Regions from separate parts of the Mus musculus genome. Here all the other regions are linked to region 1. Evidence: chromatin contacts called from public Hi-C, HiChIP or PLAC-seq and Micro-C data. All regions are on one chromosome and are shown on one strand. The core of a region is the stretch at or near the end of the contact, and the rest is flanking DNA. Distances in the headings are between cores, read along the strand shown. Region 1 holds the start of Rbms1 (RNA binding motif, single stranded interacting protein 1). Region 2 holds the start of Psmd14 (proteasome (prosome, macropain) 26S subunit, non-ATPase, 14). Region 3 has its middle 36 kb from the start of Gm33841. Region 4 holds the start of Wdsub1 (WD repeat, SAM and U-box domain containing 1).

Region 1 (4,176 bases), core at 207-2,706:
CACTGAAACCCAGGGACATTTATTTACTTCTTTTAAAGGGGAATTTTAACAAACAAAAGAGGCAAAGAAAGTAAAATAGAAAATAGTACTTTGTGACCCCGAGGAAGCATTTCAGATGGGCTGATGCTGGACAGCCGGAACAATAATCCTGCAAACCGCCACAAAGAACTCAGCAGGCTCCAGTGCCACACATCTGGATCTTAATGGAACCACAGTTTACGTGGAAGGGTGCATTTTGCTGCTATCATTACTGGGATAACTTAATTGATCTGTCTCTGTGGCTGAGGGTGTAGACTAGAGATTTATTACGAAGGGAAAAGATCTGCAATGCTGCCTTTTCTTTTTCAACAAGCATTCTGTCACTGACCTCTAAACGAGTTTAACCTTTTCTGAGCAGACCTGCACATTTTTAACATAATTTAGAGCTAGGGTTTTTGTTGTTGTTATTGCTGCTGCTGAGAGGCTGTGGGGTTTTTATCACAACATGGCTTCAGTAACCTTCTTTCAAAAACAAAGATGTTAAAAACAAAAGACCGAAACTAAAACCTGCCAGTTCCACTCCTTTTCCAGGCAGGGGATTCGGATGTAACCTTTCAAGTGCCTTTGGAGTTCAATCTGTTAGAAAATGTATGAAACAAAATTAGAATAGGAAAAGGCGTGTGTATGACTCAGGCTTATCCCAGTATCTCTATCACAGGATTTCCCTGTGTTTCTGAAAACCTTGAGAAAGTGACAGAAGTTCCTGTTTTTCTTTTCTTTTTTGTCTTTTTTTTTTTTTTTTTAAAATAAGAAGGGTGGCGCGCGCGAACACACACACACACACACACACACACACACACACACACACACACGTCTTCCGGGTTCCCCATGAATCAGACAGGTTTCTTGGAGGTCCCCTAGTGCAATGCAAAGCACTGCCCCGACGTATCCCCAGTTCCTCTGTACACAAAGGTCTCCAGGAAACCCCCAAACTTGTTGCGGGCCGCCGGAGCCCTTGGCCGCGCGCCTGCCCGTCCCACCTCTCCGCCAGTCCCCGTCCCGGTCCCCCCGGGCATCTCTCCGCCCGCCGCCTCCTTCCGAAACCGGGTCACCGCCCCGCGCGCTCGGCGCAGGCCTGGGGAGCGCGGCAGCCTCACCTGCTTGCGGTAGGGCGTCCTGCAGCCGCCGGCAGCGCCGGGGTGGCCGCTGCCGCTGGGGAAGATCATCTCGGGCGCGGGGAGCTGAGGCAACCGGGGCCGCGGCGCTCCGGGAACTCCCTCTCTCGCCTGTCCGGGCAGGCGGAGGGAGGATGCGGCCGGGGACTGGCTCGCGGCTCCCGCCCTAAAAGTGCGGCGCGACGCGCGCGGCCGGCGACTCTCGAGCAGCTCCGGGGGCCGCCGCCCTGCGTGCCATGGACCGGAGTTCGCGCGCGGTGCCGGCGGCAGCGGACGAGCAGCGCCGCCGCGTCCCCACCTCCCGCCGCCTCAACCACCGCCCCGAGAGCGCGCCGGCCGGGGGCGGGGAAGCAGCCGCGCACCGCCTAGTGCCGCGCCCAGCCCTCCCGCGCCTCCCGCCCGCCCGGCCGCCCGGCCGCGCCCGCTCCCCCGGCCTCGGCCCCCGCGCTCGGCCTCCCGGGCTGGGGCGGCAACCCGGGCTGCGCGGCGCCCCCATCCCGCGCAATGGTTGGCTCTGGCGCCCCGCATGCCTCACATTCCTGGGAGCAGCCACCCCAGGCCCTTGGGCCAGGCGTCGCCGTGGCTTCGCACCCCACTTGGCTGCCCCTTTTAAGGGCATCGCTTCGGGAACCGCTGGAACACCTGGATAGGAAGCCAATGGCCCGCCTTTTCTTTCATCTTTCACAGCAGCCCCTGGTCCCGAAAAGGCGCGGATAATTACTCTCACTTCCCTGTCCAGATCTACCTCCCAGGACACTTCTCAGCCCCCCAGTTATAAGCATGCTACATTTTTGTAGAGCAAACGGGTGGGTTTTTTTTGTTTTGTTTTGTTTTGTTTTTGTGTTTTCCTTTCCAGTCCCTCACCCAAATACACCCGGGAAAGTTTTCAATTTCATTCTTGTGCCACAGAGGAAGAGTTTTCCTTCAAGACAACATTATCAAAAAAGCAATGAAAACCTTATAAGCCATCCAAAGGGGAGACCTGTCCTTCCTGGAAAAGACAGAAGATACAGGAATTCAACCTAGTTATTAAAAAGACGGCAAGAAAGGGACAAAGACAGGAGTAATTTCCTTTGTTCTCAAGTGGAAAAAAAAATAAAAACTGCTTCTCTTGCCGCTCCTTTTGCAGTCACCTCTCTGGATGTAGCTAGCAGGCTTTGAACACATGTTGATGTGGAGGCCTCAGAAGAGGGTGGTCAAGCAAGCCATTTCTGGATAGGGTTACCAGGGCTGGTTGCCATCTTTAAATTGGCGACGGGGTCCCTGACAAGTATTCCTGAATTCTGGGATTACAGCCACAGTACACATACATAGGTCTTCCCTGGCTTCTAACATCTTCCTGGAAAGGCCCATCTGCTACAACAATGAAAAATCCCAGCTTGTCTTAACAAGAGAAGGAACTCAAACTCTGGCTGTCACAGAGATGCTATGAACGTCAACTTTCTAGCCAAAGTGTAGCCATTCAGAGACTTTTCTGAAAACAAAGTTGAAAATTATACTTCCCAGAAATCCTGCTGGTGACTTAGTCAGCTGCTTCCAAAGTCCCCAGAGTTCCAGCAAAAGTAACAAGAAATAATAAGTCTTGCCTATTGAAAGCAGACACACCCACAACACACACATAATCCTAATTCTTTTCACTTAAAAAAAAAAAAAAAACAGCAAAGGCTAGGGTATTCGGTGCATACTGGGCAAGTAAAACCTTAAAATTCACAGGATATCTGCCCTTGAAAGTGTTTAAAGATTACAGCACAGCCAGGCTGTGAGCTAGTGGGGACCCCAGAACTGTTTTTCTACTACTACTCCATGCATTGGTTTTGTTTTTTTTTTTGGTTTTTTTTTTTTTTTTTTTTTTTTTTTTTGCTGTGACCTGTTGTCTTTCCTCACTATGAGCCAGCACAAATGCAAAGTGGACAGTTTTAGTTCCAACTGTTCAAGTCGAAGATGCCTTTTCCTGAGGACTCGAGACACACCCTACTTCATCCTACCCTCTGCACTATTACCACAAGTCCCACCAGTCATCTACAGAAAAAGCCAGTGTACAACCTCAGTTGTCCTGACTGGTCTCTTAGGAAACCACAATTGAAACCACAGAAGAACAGCATTAAATTTTTTTATGGCTTTTCTCTCAAGTCATGATGTACTTGCTGGGTCATGACCCATTGGATACTGTGCTATTCCAAAATGCTAGCACTCGATTGGATGTCTAATAGTTCTCTAGAGATAAGAAAATGTTAAATGATAAAATTTAAAGAGATGGCAAAATAAATCTGATACTAGTAGAATGTGCAAATAATACTGAGAGGTATTAAGAGAACTGACCTTAAGACTTAAAATGAATCTAAGAATTAGCATGCTGTTTATAGTTTCACATGAACTGCTTAAAAAGAAAAAACATAGACATGTAGTACTTAAAAAAAAAGGAAACTTGAGTTCAAAAGCTCCAAATATGAAGTAGATCTATAAGCCATTATACAAAGAAGAAAAGATTAATAGTCCAACCTCAAAATAGGATCACAGAAACCCAAAAATTCAAACTTAAGGGAAATAGCTGGAATATGAAACTCTGTATATAACATACACAATCAATTCTAGATAATCCATGAGCAATTATAGGGATGGAGTCTAGCGAGGTCCGTCTAGAAAAGTCCACTTTCATTGTTGTCGATTTTGAAAGAGACATCAGAAACTAAAGGAACTGACCAGAAAGCCTGCAAGCTATTCGGGTGAAAATTCAGTGCTGCGGAGCCTTGTCCTGTGTACCTCCTTCTCCACCCTCAGCCTTAGGTGAAGCTGTGGGAATCTGACCCAGGGGCAGCCACTCTACAGACTGGCCAGTGACCTATGATCTGGGTGGGACTGGAAACATGAGCTCGCCAATCTGATTCTCAACCCTTGGGAATTTGATTCACAAAACTCCAAGGGCTAAACCAGTTAGGAAAGGGAAAGAAATGGCAAGAGCTGCCTGGGGTGAGGGGAGGGGGAGGGGAGAGGAGGCCATGACAGGCCAGAACCATATGCAAGC
Region 2 (4,115 bases), core at 1,189-3,688, 830 kb after region 1:
AAGGGCCAAGAACTGTGTCTAGATAGGCCATAGGCTTTAAGGAAGAACTCAATACTGTTATTCTGCTAAATGGACATAGTATTGAAATGACTTCTAATACCATTAGATCATAGCATAGATCAGAACGCATTTTAGCCTTCATCAGAGATACTTCTTGTAGTAGATGTCAGTTAACACAGAGACTCTCCGTGAGACAATGCACAGGGAATAGGAGTATGTGGAGTGTTCAGCTTCAATCATACATCATATCTCATCCCTTCTTCCAAGGCCCAGGGCTCTTTTCAGAAGATTAGATGGAGAGATTGCCAGAAGCAGAGGTGGTGGATCAAAGAAACTGTTTTTTAGACATTGGGCGGATGCACAATAAACTCATAGTAATGTGACAACATGCATAAGAAGTAAGCAAACTCAAGCCAGACAAAACTCCAGCATAGTGGTGGGAAGGTAGGTACCAGATCCTACCACTAGCAAAGGGAAGGGAGAGGAAGAGACAGCTTTTAATTATGTAACCCCAGGCAGGTCAACCACATTTCCTGTTAGTTGTTAGTTGGGCAACACAAACTAGACTAGATAGGGAGGAGTGGTTCCAGGTTGGGTGCGAAGAGAGGGAAGGTTTGAGAGAGGGGTTATAGAATGAGCTGGGAAGTGAATATGTTTAACGTTTATTAATTCTTTGAGAATTAATACAAATAATGTTTTAAAATGTGGATGTTTATGTATGTGTGTGAGGGTACGGTGCTCTTGAGAGAAAAGGTCACTGAATCCTCTGGAGATGAAGTTACAAGCAGTTTGCCGCCCACTGTGGTTGCTGGAAAATGAACTTGGGTCTTCTGGAAGAGCAGCAAAAGTGAAAGTGATTAGTAGCTGAGCCACCTCTCCAGGCCCAGTAAGACTTAACCACTGTCTTATTAGGGTTTTACTGCTGTGAACAGACACCATGACCAAGACAACTCTTATAAGGACAACATTTAATTGGGGCTGGCTTATAGGTCCATTATCATCAAGATGGGCAGCATCTTGATGATATCAACATAGCAGCATCCAGGCAGGCATGATGGTACAGGAAGAGTTGAGAATTCTACATCTTCATCTGAAGGCTGCTAGCAGAATACTGTCTTCCAGGCAGCTAGGATAAGGGTGTCAAAGCCCACACCCACAGTAACACACCTACACCAACAAGGCCACACCTACTCCAACAGGGCCACACTTTTTAAATAGTGCCACTCCCTGGGGCAAGCATATACAAACCATCATAACCATATTCTTGTAATAGCCATATTCCTTTTGAGTTTTACTAAAGGGGAATGATTCTGTAATCCATTCTCTTCTACCATTCAGTAGTTCCATGGTGATTTTTGAGTCAGGAATGCTTTTAAAAAAAATTAGGGCTGGTGAGATGGCTCAGTGGGTAAGAGCACCTGACTGCTCTTCTGAAGGTCCGGAGTTCAAATTCCAGCAACCACATGGCGGCTCACAACCATCCATAACAAGATCTGACTCCCTCTTCTGGAGTGTCTGAAGACAGCTACAGTGTACTTACATATAATAAATAAATAAATAAATAAATAAATAAATAAATAAATAAATCTAAAAAAAAAAAAAAAAGAAACGCTTTAAAGATGCATTTTAACATATTTGAGAAAGTGGGAGTAATCCATAAACATGGTGAGTGACCTAAACGGCGTCCCAGGATGTGATAGAAACTTGCCAAAGTTAATTTGAGTAACTTTGTTTTGAAAATCTAACACAAAGATAAAAGGCCGTTATCGTTTAATTATGTAGAGAAGTAGTTTTTTTTCAATACGTATTGAAACAGCTGAAAATAAGAGGCAGGAACACTGGAAAAACGTCAAATTTCCTTGAGGTTCCCCCCCCCCCCCCCCCCACACACACACAGGGTTTCTCTGTGTAGCCCTGGCTGTTCTGGAACTCACTTTGTAGACCAGGTTGGCCTCGAACTCAGAAATCCGCCTGCCTCTGCCTCCCAAGTGCTGGGATTAAAGGCGTGCACCACCACCGCCCGGCCTATAACCCCTTTTTTAGGCAGTGAAGGCAAGAAGAGGTAAACTTGTATGCGGAAAGAGCCTGTATATTTCTAACCATCTCCCTATCCCCCACCCCTTTAATTTTTGCTTTTCAAGTGACCAAGAAAACCTTAATTCAACCTTTTACATTTTGAGGAAGGCCACAAAGGCGAAGGACAGAACCAAGCCAAGTCTAGCCTCCACAAGGCTGATAACTCCAAAATTCCCAAAGCATGGAGACCTCAGTGAAGCAGGATTGGCACTGTGAAAAAAACCAGGAGGGCGGAGCAGCTCGCCTGACTTCCGCCTCGCGGGGACCGGGACCAGGCGGCCTGCGCGTGCGCTGTGTGCTCCTCCGCCCCCAGCCGGCTCCGCCCCCCCCCCCCCCCCCCCCGCCGGCTCCACTCCCCGGCGGACTCCAATTGGCGGTAGAAGAAAGGAAGCCGAAGGAAGCCGGGAACCCGGAAGTACTTCTCTGCAGAGGCCTGGGCGACTCTTTTGAATGGAATCGGGCTGATTCATCGCCTGTTCTCCGAGCCAGGTCCTTGTTGAGTGTGAGGCGCTGCCCTCGCCGCCGCGTCGCCACAAGGCCAGGTAGGATGCAGACCGCGAGCTCTCTTCAGGCGGCCTCAGCCGAGCCCCGAGGCGGGCCTGGGACGTCCGGGAGCCTGCCTCGCTAGGCCGCCTTCAAGCCTTGGGCTTTCCTGAGTCACGTTGCCCAGCCAGGTTGCCGGTGGAGTCCGGGGCCTGATGGGATTGCGGACCCCTTGGTCCTTTCTTCCCTCACCTCCGGGTGTCCGGCAGGGTTAGGGCTGGATGTCATCTCCTTGCAAACGTTTCTGCTTCCCTCTAGCTTGGGAACCTTTAACCCATCAACTGGCAGAACCCTGTTTATGATCTACGTGTGTTCGTCTTTAGATCTTCCTGTGTTGAAAAACTTCCAGTCCAGGGAAGAAAAGGAGCGAGGATGTTCGCTTAATCGTTTGTCCTGCTAGCTTTAAAAACCTTCAGAGAGGCATGCTTTTAATCCTGAATGTTTTTAGAATAAAGTTGGGTTATTCCTGCTATGCCATTACTTCTTGTACTGCTCCACTTGAGTACTGGTCTGTGAATGGTTACATGTCCATTTTTGAGTAAAGTAGAAATCAACTACCGCTGCTGCGGGTTATTAGAACTCAGTTTTCCCGTGGGTCGATCGAACTCAGTGTCTGCCAAAGAATGATGCCCGCATTTCAAAAGAGTCTTAAGAAATTTGGGAACGCTTTGTTTACTTATTAATTTGGAGATAGGTTCTTACTCAGTATATCTGCTTGGTCTAAAACTAATTATGTACACCAGGCTGGCCTTAAATTAATATAATCCTGCCTCAGTTTACCAAGTGTTGAAGTTAAAGGCATGTAATTCCACTTTAGCACGGAGTGAAAAAAAAGTTAAAATGGCAACCAAGTTCCACGTCATGGCTGTGGTAGTTTGTAATTGGCCCCAATAGGCCCATAAGGGAGTGGCACTATTAGGCAGTGTGGCTTTGCTGGAGGAAGTGTGTCACTGTTGGGGTGGGCTTTGAGGTGTCATAAGCTCAAGTGTGGCACACAGTCTTCTGCTGCCTGTGGATCAAGATGTAAAACTCTGAGGTACCATGTCTACCTGCATGCCACCATGCTTCTCACCATGATGAAAATGAACCTGTAAGCTAGCCCCAATGAAATGTTTTCTACAAGAGGTGCTGTGGTCATAGTGTCTCTTCACAGCAATAGAATCTTCAAGACAGTGGTAAACACTTCTAATGCCAGAATTCAGGAGGCAGAGGCAGGCTGATCTCTGAGTTGAAGACCAGCCTAGTCTACAAAAACGAGTTCTGAGCCAGTTAGGGCTATACAGTGAGATCCTGTCTCACAAAAACAACAACAACAACAAAAATAATATGAAAGCGCTAGTAAAGATCTAATTTATAGAAAAGGCCTTAAATGTTAGCAAAGAAATACAGTTCTCATGTGAACACTCGCAGTACTAGGGAGGAAAAGGTGGGGAGAATCTTCTGCTGTTTGAGGCCGGCCTGGTCTGTGTAACCGATTATAGGTCAGGCTGCTGCTG
Region 3 (4,283 bases), core at 763-3,262, 620 kb after region 1:
TTTATAGCTACAGTGGTTGAAAGAATAACATGTCTTTATACAAGCTTTTACTATAAAGAAACTTTTTAAAGATACCCCCCCCCCAAAGTTAATACATTTATCAGTGTGATGCACAGAATCCGGCAAGGCAAAAATATTTTTTAAGGTTTATTGATTTTTATTTTATGTGTACAAATGTTTTGCCTACATGATATCTGTGCACCACGATCCTGTCTGCTACTCAAGGGGGCCAGAGAGGGCATCGGATCCCCTGGAACTGAAGTTACAGGTCGTTGTGAGAGGTCATGTGGACGCTGGGAATTGAACCCAGGACCTCTGGAAGTGCAGCCAGGGCTCATGACCAGTAAGCCACCTCTCTAGCTCCATAAAGATTTATTTGTTTATTCATTTATTAATTTTAATTTTATGTTCCTTAGTGTCTTGTCTGCATGTATGTGTGTGCATCACATGCATGCATGCCTGGTGCCCTAAGAGGCCAAAAGAGGGCGTCAGCACCCTGGAACTCAAGCCAAAGATTGGTTTCGTGCCATATGAGTGATAGGAACCAAACTGGATCCTCTACAAGAGAAATGAGAACTCCTGTCTGCTGTGCCTGGCTGTGCCAGGCCCTGGGGAAATATTTCACTGCTTCATGTATAGAAAAATTGAGAGGCTAGCTCTGTGACAGAGTGCATGGCTCCGGGTTCGGTTCCCGAAGCCACACGTACATGCGTCATTTCTGTCAGTCAGTTTTCAAAACATATGTTGAGTGCATGACTTGGCTTCCAGACTCCAGGCCACTTCTAGTATGAGAGGAGATGGCTGAGAGCCGGCAATCAAGTCTGTGTCACATGTCTCCTTGTGAAACCAGGTAAACCAACAGTCAAACCATTTAAAAGATAAACAGTTCTCCTTCCTTCTGAGCCCTCTTCTTTCTGAGGCTGCCAAGATTCACACATAAATCCATAATTGTGAGGGATTAAGACGCCGGTAGGTGCTGTTCCAGAAGATTCTGCCTGGACAGCTCAGGGTGGGGTGGGGGTGGGGTACAGCAGCCTGAAGGATGCGTTCCTGCTCAAAGCTCAATGCCAGCACGACTTCCGGTCTTGTTGCTACTCTCCAAGCCATTTGGATTTGCTTATAGCTGAGGGAGTTAATGCGTGCATAAATAAGCTCACCTATAAAACCAGAGTGCAGTGCAGAGGGAGAAATGGGGGGATTCGACTTAGATCGATGTTTTCCAATCCCATTAATTTTTACCCCTTAAATGGCTTTTTCAACTTTTTCCTCTATTCATCCTTTAAAATAAAATGAATCCCTCAATTACTCTCAAATTAAAAAAAAAAAGTACACACAGATGTATGCAACATATCTATGTATACACTACATGTATGCTTGTATTCAAAACCAAAAACAATGGCTTGGACTTTATTCAGTTTTTGCCCCCTGTGAGAATTATACTTAAAGGTCGGATCCAACAAGATCCTGCTTGGGTTTAGAATCAAAGATGTCGTGCATGCTATGGTAAATGCCACTCTTGGTACTGCATATGTCTGAGCTCAAATTGTTGTGAAGTGGGCAAAGCCCACGGCATCAAGCATGGTGCAGTGTCGAACACCAGCGGCTGGTACTGTCCCATTCGCTCATCTCAAAACAAACGTATGAGCTAAAGAGGTGCCTCAGCATTTAAGAGCACTCGCTGCTCTTGCAGAGACCCAAACTCAGTCCCCAGAGCCCACGAGGTGGCTCACAACCATCTGTAGTCTCAGCTTCAGAAGATGCAATGCTTTCTTCTATTTTTCCCCCTGTTCTATCATCCTTCGTTTATGGTAGTTTTTAAAAATGAGTTCATACATACATGATGCCTCTACATCATTCCTGCCCCTTACTTCCCTTCCCCCAAACCTTCTGTGCTCTCCAAATTCATGATCTCTTCTTTGTCATTGTCTGCATATTCATATATATAGTCTGCTGGGGATGGCCTCAAGAGTCTACTCTTTCTAGACCAAAATTAAATGTCACATGTTTCTGAGAAACTTGGTTCCATTTCCTCAAATGTCATTTGCCCCGTGCTTTCAAGTCCCATGGTATGCTGTGCTCACAATGCTATGAAGTTCTGAAAAATATTCTACTCTGTAATGTGTGCGCATAGTTTTGTTTAGTTAGTTTGGTTTGGGTTTTTTTTTGAGACATCCTCATGAAAATCAGGTTGACCACAAACATGCTATGTAGTTCAGGTCAGCCTTGAACTCCAGATCCTCCAGTCTCTACCTCCTAAATAGTTAAGTAGTGGGGTTATAGGCCCATGATGCTTAGAAACCCTGCTTTATTCTCTATGTCATCCCTCCCCCCACTCTCACTCTCTCTCCCTGCATAATAGATTTCAGTAAATATTTATAGATCAATGAATGTTGTGAAGTTAGGTTATAAGGATTAAATATGACATTAGCATGTAAAAATAGAAGGAGAAGGCATGATGAATGTCATAGATATTTATACCCCTCCCCCAATTCTAAACCTCAATCCCAAATAAAATCCTATTACATGCTGTAGAAATTGAGAGTAAAGTCTTTCTGGCAACGATCAACTTATGAGGCATATAACTGTATAATGACACTATTTTGAAGAGGATTAGCCTGTCTCCTTATACATAACTAGCTTGAGCTAATTCGGAGCTGTATGGTATCTATGTGATCACAAGACATCTTTCCAGATCTCCTTGGTGGTTACTAACAATAGTGATAGTTTTTTGTCACGTTCCTGCCTCAGTGGGGGAAGTTCTCTGACAAAGGAAATACATACATCAAATGTAAGAGCAGAAAGCAAAACGGAGCCAGAAAGAAAGAGAGAGTGACTGTGTGCAGCATTTGTGTTTAGATCCTATGATGTTTTAAGCATCTACCTAATGCTTTTTTACACATACTGAATAACCAGGCTAATTAAAAAGCCCGTACAGCGCTGGTTAAAATCTGTTCGAATTTTTTGGAGCACCTGTTACAACAGAATGCCCACAGACTTGATAGTTTAGAGCCAAGACACCTGCTACCTTATGTCTCACAGTATGCTCGGTTTTATACTGTTAGCAAAAAAAATAAATAAATAAATAAAATAAACACTTTTTTGACATTTAGCAATCCTACACAAGTGATAAGAAATTGCCAGAGAGGAGTGATAGTTTAACCCTTCCCCTCCTGCACTTGCCAGAAGGAGATGTATTTCTCACGTTACAAACATGAAACCTTGTGCAGTTTCTTTAATTATTCCTAACTGTGTAAGGTTTTCTAAATCGTCCGGGTTATCTTCTTAAGTCTGAGGCAGGAATTTTCCAGTTTACAGATGTATGTAAGCTTACATAAGCTTACTTAATACAGTCGGTTATGTAACGACCAATTTACAAGTTATCTTCCCCTGAGCCTTTTAATGAAGTGCATCTCTGTTTTGACTCTGGTGACTGTTCATCTCCAGCACATATTGCTGCGATTATGCCTGGTGATATTTTTACCAGAACTTTACTTGATAATCTAATTTGGGGATGAAAATATTGTGTTTTGAAGTTATGGAAATTTTCAGGGTATGGGTAGATGGGTCTAGAACATTTGACTTTCTCTCTAGGGTTCAATTTTAGGTGTGGTAAACAAGTTTTACAAAGGTGATACTTTCTAAACAGCTGCCATTTAATTCTTTGAGGTTCTGAAACCGTGTCTTATTTGACTATATTACCTGGAGTTAGATAATTGTATGAAAAAAAAAATAAAAACTTGAGTGCAAAAGCAAGCTTAAATGTTATATGCTAATAACATAAAATTAAATCATTGCCTATGAGAAAATCAAATTCTGCCTTTGGTTTACCTTTCCTACCCCTGGCACAGGCAAAGGAACAGAGAGAGAGAGAGAGAGAGAGAGAGAGAGAGAGAGAGAGAGAGAGAGAAATATAATTTTCAGGATTGCAGGATTGCCTATATAACAAAAAAACTGAAAGAACATAAATATTCTTTGAAATTGGGTAGATCAAGATGCATCAGTACAGTATAATACTAAGAAATTGCTGAGTAAGTAAAATGTCTTCTCTCTCTCTCTCTCTCTCTCTCTCTATGTGTATATATATGTATATATATATGCACACACACATATATATATATACACACATATATAATGAAACAATATATACTATTGAAACATAATATATATTAATATATATATTAAAATGAAACAATCCCTAGGATAATAAAGCAGAGACACAACATGTAAAAGCAAATAACCATCCCTCACAGATAGTAAAATACTTAACTCGTAGAATTATAGGC
Region 4 (4,221 bases), core at 895-3,394, 1.0 Mb before region 1:
TTCCAAGATACAAAGAAATCAAGCTGCAAGCGACCTGGAAACCTCCTCCATGCTGGCTAGCTGTTAATGCCATTGGTGCTATGGAGGCTGATGGAGAAAAAAGACAAATCTTAACTAGCCGAAACTCTATGAACTATAATCACAACCTGGCAGGCAAGATGTAGCCACCATTGTAATAGTGGCACAACTCTTAGGGAGACAACCAATCCTTCTCTGACTGGATTTGTGGGCAGATGGGAATCAATGCCCAGTACTGAAAAACCTGTCTATCGCCTATGCCTAGAGAGGTCCTGGGGAAACTTATTACTGTTGTTCAGCTTAATTGACGAAGAGTCAAACTGTCCTTCTAAGTATCTGTGCTTATAAGCACAGCCAAATAAATGCTGCTCTCAGCCCCAGAGAGACCTCTCTTTGCCATCGATGGTGAATGCAGAGTCTCATGGAATGCAGTATAGATACTGAGGCTAAGGAAAGCTGAGGAATCAGCCTGAAATAAGATGTTTATAGCATCCCTTCTAAGGCTTAGGAACAACTGTAAGACAGGGAACCAAAAGACTTCAAAGGCAGCGGACAGAGGAAGTGCTCTGAAATCCCACTCATTAGATATAGCCACTGCAATCATACATGCCCAGCAACCTTGTTACTGTGCTGAGCTCGCACAAGGTTGGCGCTGTCAAGACAGGGATCAGGGAAGTGGCTCGTGAGGCACCGCTTCTTACTTCTGAACTATTGGCCAATGGTAGATTCTGGGAGAGGGGGGCATTGTGTTCAGGTATCCAAGGCTGACCAGCATTTGTGTGAGTCTGGCTTATTTCACTTAGCAGGGTCATTTCTAGTTCCAACATTTTCCCACAAATATCATGATTTCATTTTTCTTTGTGGCAAAGTAAAATTCTATTGTGTATATGTACCGATTTTAAAAATCCATTTGTATCAGTTTAAAAAAATCCAACTGGCAACAGTCATCTAGATCAGTTCCATTTCTTGTGGTATGCAGCCTTGTACCGCACACAGTGCATGTATCTCTGTGGTAGGACTTAGATCTTTGGCTACATAAGATGTTGTACAGGCAGGTCGAATGTCAGTCTTCTGAGAATGCTTCATACTGATTCCTGCAGCGGCAGCCCCTGTGTGCATTCCCACCGCCAGTGACCACAAAGAAGTAGGCACCCTGTCCATATTGCTTATCTCTGCAACCACAGCATGCAAGGCAGTGCTAGGTACCTAACGTGCTCAAATGAAACTCCGTTCCAAATATAGTTGAGTTTGCTTTTAAATGTTACATATGAAATCTAGCATGGAATGATTTAGAAAGTAAAGCTTCCAAAACAAAAATCTAACTGTGGAAAAACAGTATAATTAAAAATTAGTGCCGGGCATCCTGGCCTGAGCCTGTAACACCAACACTAGGGAGGCAGAGGCAGGACGAGGATCAGGGGTTCAAGATCACCTTCAGCTAAACAAGGAGGTAAAGCCTACCTAACTAGTCTCAGAAAACCAACAAACGAGTAACAATCGCGGCTGAAACCATCCCTAAGAAACAGACGTGACCTCGACTTGTAAAATGGATAATCTCTTGTCTTCATCTAGTTTACGGAAATCTCTACAAATAAATAAGTAAATGTTTTCATTTTCATCTTCTTCCCAAAGTTCAGCAGCCTTCCCTCCAGGTCTCTCATAGCCTCACAAAACAAAACAAGCAGAAACACTCCAACAGGTTCTCGGAAAACAAGCTCAGATGGAGCTTTCTGGAGCCGGTCCAAATCCCCGGAGTGCCAATGCAGCGAGAGACTTTCCGAACCGGCTCCCGCTCTCTCTCTCTCGGCGCACAAGAGGCCGGGCGAGCCAGCAGGCCAGTGGGGTGTGCGTGACCGCAGCCCACCCGGTGGCCCGGTCCTGCCCCCGCCCCAACGCCACCTGGCGTGCAGCCCACACTCACTTCCCTCGCACCCGGACTGAGAGTCCCGCCTCCGGGCGGCTCCTCCCCTGCGCGGCTCCGGGGTCGAGGTCACGCACCTCCGGGTTCTGAGGTCACCAAGTCTGCACTGCCCCGGGCTCGGCCCCGGGCTGGGCCCCGAGCTGGGCTGCTGGGCTGGGCTGCTCACTAGGCAGAGCCCGACTCACTGGGTCACGTGTTACCTAACTGAGGTGGGCGTGGCTGCGGCGCAGGGAGAGCCGCGCAAGCCCCACCCCGCGCCCATGCCCGCGCATGCGTGCCCGCGGCAGCTCCGGTAGGCCGGTTCCCTGTGGGCTTTGGCTGTGGTAATTTACCTGGAAGTTGGTTTTTTTTCTTGTTTGTTTTGGGTTTTGTTTTGCTTAATGGTCCAAATGGGACTATATCATACTGCCGAATGGTAGTTTAACTTTTTTGCTCACAGAAAAAAAAAAGTTAGATTAAGCTCCTTCGTACTTAGATCTCTATCCACACTTCTGAACCTCAACTAGAGCTAAATAGAAATGGAACTACTGGGTGTATGAGCCTAAAGAATTTTCAGACTTACGTTACATACCAAGTACCCAGTGGCTCTGGGTTGTTTGTACTTGGCATGGTTTGTACTCTGAATGATATATGTAGAGTGGTGCCTGTCTCTCCACATTCTTGCCAGACTTGAGTGTTATCTTTTTCTATCTCCATAGTGACTGGAGCCCTGGTGAATGTGTATTTTGTTTGATATGGGCATAGCCGTATCAAGGAGCCCAGTGCCTTAGAGCCATGGGACTGGAAAAGCCACCCCTCCTGTCTGACGTTCTAACGTTAACGGGGTGTGCAGAAATGTCCTCTCTAGCTTTGTCCTCCTGGATGTTTACCGCCTGAAGACTGGTCCCCCACAGAGACTGCTCCTAGTGATGAGCTAAGCCTGTCTCCTTGTTCAGCTGTATACTATAAACCCTGCCATCTTAATTCAGCTATATGTTGAACTGTAACCCCTCTCTGTGTCCAACTGTATGTATTAAACAGGCTGGGTTCCCAGGGTTCTGCAGCCTTTTCCATGAGAGAGCCCAGACCATGTCATCCCAGATTCTGTGGATGTGTGTCTGTCACGCCTTCTTTCCTTTGAGGCCCGTTGCAAGGATGCAGCACATCTCCATCAATTTGACTGGCTATTATCTTAGTAAAATCTGTGAAATCTATGAAAGAAACCTAGGTGATAGTTAATAGTGTCAATGTGTCCAGAGCTAGAATCACCATGGAAACAAAGTTCTGGACATGGCTGTGAGGGATTTTTTTGATTAGGCTAATGAGGTGGAAAGGTCCACCCTAACTGTGGTGGTACCATCCCACTCGGTGACTTGGGCTGAAGAAAAAGGAGCACCAGTGTTTATCTCTTTCTTGACTTGGATGCAATGTGACCAGTTTCCCCAGGCAGTGCTGCCCATGTTCCCTGTCACGATGCTCTTTATCCTCTGGAACTGTGAGCCAAAGTGAACCACCCTTTCCCCAAGTTGCTCTTGCTGTGTGTTTTATCACAGCAATTAGACAAGGGACTAGTAGACCCCGCCTACAAACACCAGTTGTTTGCTGCAGCACGTTCACCCCATGGGACAGGTAGTTTGGGAGAGGCAAGCCCTCTCTGGTAGCTTGTCTCTTGCTTAAAACCTTGGGATATGGAAGACTTTCTAAAATATGCCAAATAGGAATCATTTATAAAGAAAAGATTATAGAGTTAGGTCTCTGTTCCTCCCCAATTTGGACAGATGGACAGGTATTTCCTCTGTAGCACCACCTGAGTCCTTGAGACCAGATGGTAAAAGTCGGGGGAGGGGAGCATACGTAGTATATTTTTGGCTTCTGGTCTCTACATTGGCTTCAACAACATCAAAGTAGATATTGCCACCATCAATCTTCCATTGATTTAGCCACATGATCTCCATGTTCCAGCAATAGTCCACCTCCAGAAAGTTCCAAAGTACAGGTGGTGGTGCATGACAGAGCAGAGTCCCAGCTTCATGGACAGGAGTGAAAAAGAAACAGAAAGGGACTCTATCCCACTACCTGAATCACGGGTGTGTCCTCTACGATCTGATCTGAAGACCTCCCGCTGCCACCACCTTCCAAAAGTGCCAGGGGCTTAAGACCCAAGCTTTTAACACATAGACTTTTTCAGTACATTCCAGATCCAAACCATAGCAAGTGCTTCCCCTGGAACCCAAGTGGCATGTTAGGACTCCCTCAAGAATCATTTCCATTGGTAGGCTGTGAAAGGCCAAACAGTGCTGGGG

The links. A called contact is a pair of places that touch in the nucleus more often than the background predicts. HiChIP or PLAC-seq counts read pairs in DNA pulled down with a chosen protein or histone mark.
Region 2: a contact with region 1 is called in a Hi-C map of CD8 T cells, with 7 times the contacts expected there. The contact joins the promoter of Psmd14 here to the promoter of Rbms1 in region 1. A contact is called at or near these places in 1 of 39 promoter capture datasets (pre-B cells), 1 of 484 Hi-C or Micro-C datasets (CD8 T cells) and 1 of 115 datasets of contacts at active chromatin or transcription factors (bone marrow-derived macrophages).
Region 3: a contact with region 1 is called in an H3K4me3 HiChIP or PLAC-seq map of bone marrow-derived macrophages, with 9 times the contacts expected there. The contact joins the enhancer-like site here to the promoter of Rbms1 in region 1. A contact is called at or near these places in 2 of 484 Hi-C or Micro-C datasets (CD4 T cells and regulatory T cells), 6 of 115 datasets of contacts at active chromatin or transcription factors (Th17 cells, bone marrow-derived macrophages, embryonic stem cells and 2 more) and 2 of 9 other capture datasets (embryonic stem cells and macrophages).
Region 4: a Micro-C map of embryonic stem cells shows a contact between it and region 1, with 6 times the contacts expected there. The contact joins the promoter of Wdsub1 here to the promoter of Rbms1 in region 1.

Annotation. Positions count from the first base shown.
Region 1 is chr2:60,879,982-60,884,157 of GRCm38.p6, forward strand. Rbms1 (RNA binding motif, single stranded interacting protein 1) reads right to left here and starts at 1,457. Exons shown (of 14, transcript NM_001141931.1): 1 at 1,137-1,457. The coding sequence starts at 1,205. It overlaps LOC108168762 (a long non-coding RNA gene), which reads right to left. Exons shown (of 2, transcript XR_003953832.1): 2 at 2,985-4,176.
Region 2 is chr2:61,709,256-61,713,370 of GRCm38.p6, forward strand. Psmd14 (proteasome (prosome, macropain) 26S subunit, non-ATPase, 14) reads left to right here and starts at 2,439. Exons shown (of 12, transcript NM_021526.2): 1 at 2,439-2,618.
Region 3 is chr2:61,495,154-61,499,436 of GRCm38.p6, forward strand. No RefSeq gene overlaps it. Among named protein-coding and RNA genes, the nearest start is that of Gm33841, 36 kb to the right of the region's middle. Within about 2 kb of position 2,013, at least 11 of the 459 cell types and tissues checked have an H3K27ac peak or open chromatin away from gene starts, as enhancers often do. A contact at or near this core is called in Th17 cells, bone marrow-derived macrophages, regulatory T cells and 1 more, where this site is marked.
Region 4 is chr2:59,880,462-59,884,682 of GRCm38.p6, forward strand. Wdsub1 (WD repeat, SAM and U-box domain containing 1) reads right to left here and starts at 2,145. Exons shown (of 11, transcript NM_001379396.1): 1 at 2,017-2,145. Gm52554 (a long non-coding RNA gene) reads left to right here and starts at 2,218. Exons shown (of 3, transcript XR_003954039.1): 1 at 2,218-2,231.